Linked DNA regions of Mus musculus: region 1 is linked to region 2. Evidence: chromatin contacts called from public Hi-C data. All regions are on one chromosome and are shown on one strand. Each heading gives the region's core, a stretch centred on a gene start, on an enhancer-like site or on the middle of the called end of the contact. The rest is flanking DNA. Distances are from core to core; before and after follow the strand shown. Region 1 has its middle 79 kb from the start of Gm40303. Region 2 holds the start of Smim20 (small integral membrane protein 20).

What was found. A called contact is a pair of places that touch in the nucleus more often than the background predicts.
Region 1: a Hi-C map of uterus shows a contact between it and region 2. The contact joins the enhancer-like site here to the promoter of Smim20 in region 2. A contact is called at or near these places in 1 of 15 datasets of contacts at CTCF or cohesin (embryonic stem cells), 5 of 484 Hi-C or Micro-C datasets (the N1E-115 cell line, bone marrow-derived macrophages, cortical neurons and 2 more), 2 of 115 datasets of contacts at active chromatin or transcription factors (a beta-TC-6 cell line and embryonic stem cells) and 2 of 9 other capture datasets (adipose tissue and pancreatic islet).

What each region holds. Positions count from the first base shown.
Region 1 is chr5:53,344,714-53,347,622 of GRCm38.p6, reverse strand. No RefSeq gene overlaps it. Among named protein-coding and RNA genes, the nearest start is that of Gm40303, 79 kb to the right of the region's middle. Within about 2 kb of position 1,357, at least 60 of the 459 cell types and tissues checked have an H3K27ac peak or open chromatin away from gene starts, as enhancers often do. A contact at or near this core is called in the N1E-115 cell line, adipose tissue, pancreatic islet and 1 more, where this site is marked.
Region 2 is chr5:53,265,518-53,268,572 of GRCm38.p6, reverse strand. It overlaps Smim20 (small integral membrane protein 20), which reads right to left and starts at 1,467. Exons shown (of 3, transcript NM_001145433.1): 1 at 1,215-1,467. The coding sequence starts at 1,329. Gm40303 (a long non-coding RNA gene) reads left to right here and starts at 1,446. Exons shown (of 2, transcript XR_868423.2): 1 at 1,446-2,785.

The DNA of each region.
Region 1 (2,909 bases), core at 108-2,607, 79 kb before region 2:
GGCTCTGAGAGAGTGGACTGTTGTGTTCTTCCTGACACCTGGCTTGCATTTTGTTCTTCCAGGAGAACAAAGGCTTCTGTCCACATCTTCTGAGTTTCCAAAATGCCAGATCTACTGGGCAGCAGCTACAAGCCATTCCTCAGGGGTCACTGCCCCTGGGTGGACAAGCTCAGGGAGGTGTTTGCTACTTCTCCTGTGGTACTTAGCCCTACATTCTCCAGGAGGCTGTAGACACTGTGCCTTGGCAATGGAATTGGAGGATCTTGAAAGCAGTTTTTGAGACACATTCAGAGCATGAGGAATGGAATGCGTTTGTCTGGTAAGAAGGAAGAAGGCACATGAAGACATTTTCAGAAAGAATGAAGGATGCAGACGGGAAAGCCATCACGATGAGGCCGGCCCAGATCTGCACAATAGGTGCCCTGTGTGCTGTTGGGGGACTTTTATGTGTTTGGGATGTTTGCAACCTCTGGCCCAGCTACGACCCTGGATGGGGGTCTGCTAAGAAAAATAATCTGGCTTGGAACGGCATTCTTCCAGCCCCACTGGATGGGAAAACGCCCCTAGGAGCCAAGTCTCTCTGCCCTTGGCAAAGCCCTGGCCCCTGAAGCCACTTATGAGCTCTTCGCTTTGAAAGGCCTGCACTATTCCTATCTGAGTCATCTGAAAACAAATAAAAAGAGACCTAAACAAACAAACCTAATTGTGCGCAGAAACACAGCCAGATTTCCAGCCTGGCTCCCCTCTGTTTTCATTAGTCGGGAGCCAATGCATACAGCTCGCGTGGCATCCAGAACAAGCTGAAATATGAAAAACAAATTGCCAAGCTCACTCTTTCTTCCCTCTGCCTCACAGGGCACCAAGGGAGCCAAGTCCTGGTCTCCTTTGCCTTGACGAACAGCTATCCATATAGCAGACTGCCCGTGGCCCACCTGGGGACAGTGGCATCTGTGACCATCAGTAATTGATGGGCACACAGAAAGTTCTGCAGACAGGCTTGGGGTCTTAGGAGATTATTCTTTGTGCAATCGACCAGAAAGATTTCTCCTTCGTTTTCCTTTCGGATAAGATCACCTCGTTTTTCTTTGAAGAGTCGACCCTCTCTACAGCTTCAGCCCCTTTAGTTTGCTGTGTCTGTCACATCTTCCTTGTTTCTAGTGTGGGTGATAGGACCTCGACAACCAGACTTGCCAAGATAGTGTCTCCCTAAGATGCTAAATCCAAATTAGGCTGTAGAGAGGCAAGCCTGAGTCTTCAGCCATGCTATCCTGAATGCGTCAGATCTCATCTGATCTCAGAAGCTGAGCAGGGCCGGGCTTGGTTAGTACTCTCATAGGAGAGACAAGCTCGAGCCGTTTGAGACGATTGGGAAAGCAGCACACATTCTTAGAGGGTCAAGTCGCTGGCACAGTGCAAGCCTGGAGCTGGAGGAGGTCATGCTGACACCACATGGGGAAAGCCTGCTTAGCTTGAGGAAGAGCAGAGCTGGGTGAGAGGAAATCCAGAGTTCAGCCAGCACCCTCTGAGCGCCTGGATCCAGCAGTGGCTGACCATGGCTCCATCCTGGACTTTGCCATTATACAAAGCTCTCGTCTTTCTTCAGCTACTTTATTTGAGCTTTGGAATCTAGAATTCCGTCTTATACACACCCCTGCACAGACTTCAAAAGGTCATTCGTACTTACATTTTTGTGCCTTATTTGGGGAGAGGCGCTTCCCCCCCTCCCCCAACTTCTGGGGGATGATTTTTTTCAAAAGGGGTTTTTTTTTTTTTCCCACCTAAGTGAATTTGAAGATCAGTTCTGTTTTCATTTCAGTTGTATGGAATTCTGGGAAACAATCTATGTAATCCTGAATCTTGGGGGAGTGGGGGTGGGGGTGGGGGTGGGGATGAGGGTGAAATCCTGTTTCTAGATGTGTGGTTTAAAAAAAAATGAAGTCTTTCATAGAACTCACTGTTGATACAAAGAACCAATCACAGAAGAGAATGTCTTTGCACTCCTCAACTTGTCCCGCTGACCAAGTTCAGGAGTCCTGTTTTCTGAGGCTGGAGAAATAGGGGTCAGAGTCCCAAGCCCAAGCTAGACCCAAAGCTTATTGAAAGCAAGACCAGCAGCACCTCCGAGCCAAGCAAAACCAAAGTCACAAATGACATAGGCATTGAGAGGAACGATCCAATCTGCAGGGTCATTTATTTTTTCTTTTCATGTCGTATGTCATGAGTCAGCAGAGGTTTGTCATGTTGGTCCTGCTACTGATAACACGCTGGAAACGTGTTATGCTGACTCTCTTATGCCAGTTCTCTGAGTTGGTGTGGGGCAATGAACGTGGCTCAGTGGTTAAGAGCAGTGTCTGCTCTTCCAACTGACATCTGTGGATCTCAGCATCTGCTTGTCTTAGAAGTCTCTAGTCAGCGGAGTGTCTGGACAAAGGCCTCTTCGTGGCCCCAGGCAGGTCCAAGGAGCTGGAGGGTTGGTCTCCCTCTGGCCTGCAGGGGCCTGTGGGGCAGTGGACAGTGCCCCAGAAGAATTGGACCATGCCAGAGAGAAGGTAGTAGCTAGAAGGTAACTGATAGGTAGTAGCAAAAGTTCAGAACCCCAAACTCTTAACTGAGAACAGCAGTTCTCTGCTCCCGATCAGATTCCTGTCCTGGAGCATGTGACCATGACACCCCACTACGAGGACCATGACAATTGGTCTCGTAGCATACAGCCTAGAGTTCTTCATGCTAATGAGGTGTCTGGATAGGGCCCCGAGGAAAGAGCCAATAAGCTTCCCTTCCTGGACATTCCATCCTGCAGAAGGTATTTATTCTCTGGTCCATCCTGAGTAAGTCACATGCATCCTTTTCTGCAGTGAATAAACAGTTTGGACAAGAAAGGACTGTCTTTCTCTCTCAAGGACCGCTGT
Region 2 (3,055 bases), core at 218-2,717:
GTAATAAAATAGCCTGTGGCAGGGATCCATCCAGGATGGAGACAAATTCTGCAGGACCTTACACAAGCCCACATTCCTTCCACACGTGGCGCATGCAGGAAGGCTTGAAGGCAGGAAGCACAGAGACCATCTTAGTCTGAGCTGATGAAAAGAAGCTGTCAGGGGATTCATGTGTGTACTTTAAAATGCTTTGCCTCCAGAAACCAAGTGTTATGGCGCTGGAGATGGTCAGAACATTTACATGAGGCTTGAAATCGCCAAGCTTCAGCCTCAGCTAATATTCCCCGGGGGCTGGGCTGGCCCTCTTCCATCTTCAAGATGATTCAGGTTTCCTGGAGAACAAAATGATCCTCTAATGCCTCATCTCTCCTCGCTGACAGATGGTTTCAGATGTATCAAAGTGCTAATCCTTGCTGAGGTATAGGTCTCCAGGAAGGAGTGTGGCTTTTAGAATGATAGGACCTGAATGATTAAGGAGGAAAATGACTCCCCGGACACTCGCCATTGTCATGTGAGCAGCCAGCTTAAAAATGAAGGAAACCAGCAGAATCTAAAAAAAAAAAAAACGATTTGAGGAAAAACTCAGAACCCAGGTTAACAGTTTAGCTTTGAAATATTTCCGCTCCAAGACATCTTAGGGATTGGCAATGATGCACCATAAAAACACCTTTCAACTCAGAATGATCAAAGCTCTCCACTATAGCACCATCTCAGCCTGGGTGGATGGAGCGGGGCTCTGCGGACAGACGCCTGGGTTGGAACATTTCCCTCACCACTTACTAGCTGTGTGACCTCCATCTGTAAAATGGGTAGCATCTACCCCAAGGGAAGCCCGTGCAAATTCAACGACTCGGTATATGCTTAACCCAAAACATTAAATCTTCAGTATATCAGTATATACTGTGTGTGAACTAGTGTTAGTGTTGACCTGCTGTGTGTAGGCTGCTTTCATACACATCACCTCTGTGACCCCTAAGATGCTCACAGTTTTGTTGCTGATCCTGCAAAAGATATGTAGAGCCTCAACATTGAAGGTCAGAGGTGGGGCCCCTTGTCCGTGGTCACCGGGCTGCACTGGGCGAGCCTGGAACCCGGGTAGCCTCACTCCCAAGTCCACATCCTTCCTCAGCACTCCTTGAACAGATAGGGTAGGGGCTTAAGGGCTTCGGGGTAGCGCTGGGAGCAGCCACTGCGCGGGGTCAGAGGTCACTCACGGTATTCCTCCAGCCGCATAAGGGGCCGGAAGTAGATGGGATAGAAGGCGGCGCCGACCATGGAGATGAAGCCTCCGAATATGAGCGCGGTGCGCAGGTTCCGGGCCGCTGCCATGGAGAGAAAGGGGGCAGCAGAGCCGGCGAAGGCCCCCGCACGTTTGGAAACTCGATTCCCGGCCTCAAGGTCGCGACCCAGCTCGGAAGAGGCGGAGCAGAGCTCGCTTCCGGGATCGGAGTGCAGGGAGGAGCCTCTGAGCTCGGAGGCGGGGCCTGGGCGCCTCTTAGTGGGGCGGGGTCATCCGAGGAAGGGCGCGGCATAAGGCGGGGCCTCAAACCAAGACCCGCCTCCTCGCCCTCCGGCTGCCATCGTGGAGGCCGAGACACTGGTGGCTTGTGCTGACTTGTATTTGGCTACACTCCTTTCTCGTGCCCTCTTTTTGACCTCTTACTGGCCCCGGGTCTGGGTCCTTCCTTCTCTGCTCCAATTACCACCTTCTGTCTTACTCTTCTGTTCCCAACAACTCTTTCTTACCCTTCCCCCTCATTAATGTGACATTTGGTGACTGGTGAGGCTAGAAGCCTCTGAAAGACTGGGCCTCCCTCTTTGAAAGCTGTGTGTGGGCATGAGCCACAAAGGAGCAAATCACCTGGTTCGAATGGTTTGCAAGGTATTTGCAAAATTAGTCACTGAGTCTTCTGACCCAAGACAGCCTTTCCTGGAGGGTGTTTGAGCACAGTAAGTGATCTAACTTTGATCCCTTGTCCTCTTTGCTCTCCATATTGTGTGTGCTGGGTTATGGGGGGAATTATACAGGGGTTTCAGAAAGTAGACAGGGATTCCCAAAACTAATCGAGGGCTGCAAACAAAAACTATTAAAATCTAGGAACAGCACAGAGTCAGTGGCAGGTCCCTAGGGCTCTGGCTCTTTGCCTGGGGCACAGCCTCTGAAGACTGACACCTGTTCCCTCATCCCGCCATGCTTGTGGGGATTGCTTTCCCCCACCTCTGCACCTGTTCTCCTTTACAGAGCCTGAGTCAGAAGATATGATCTCCTCAGGGGGCTGGGCAGCTAAGACCAACATTCCTTGGGCCTTCGCTCAATCCCTTAGAAATAGAAATGACACCAGTAGCGAGTCTGGGCTGCACAGAAGGTATTTATCTTGACCCCAGCAACATTATTTAGTCCAGAGAAGATCTGCAATCTCTCAGAAATGATGTGGTGAACACAGGTCTTTTCCTCTGTAGTTTTGTAGTCGAATCAAGATTCCATCTACCTCTGACTCTAGCAGCATATAAATCAGTCGTTCAATCTGTCAGCAGATTTATGGACTATCTGGCTAGGCCCCCCGAACAGCAGGCAAAGTGCTAAGGGGGACACGAGATGAATGAGACATGACCTCTGCACTCCAGGATCCTACCACGGAACAAATACATGAAACGATAACTAATCCCGGATGCCGCCTGTTGCCGATGACTGATGCAGTCCCACGGGCAACCGAAGTACAGGGAGGAAGACAAATGACTGTGCAGTAAGATGGCTGCTCCTCAGGCCCCCTCAGGAACTTGTTAGGTAAGGAGACAAGGCTGCACAGCAAAGAGGGAACGTGTGATACATGAATTAAACACAGGAAGGAAGATTCCCCAATAGTGTACGCTTGTTATCTTAGCAGTAGACGATCCATCTTCAAATGTCTTTGGGGAGTAGCTCCTCCCCCACTCTTGATAGACAAGTGGATCCCCTCCAGTCCTCACCCTGCTTCTCACAGTCCCTGACAGTTAAGCCCGTCCCCAAGCTGACCAAGGTTCTTGCATTGTGGATTGGTTGGCCTAGGACCTGAAC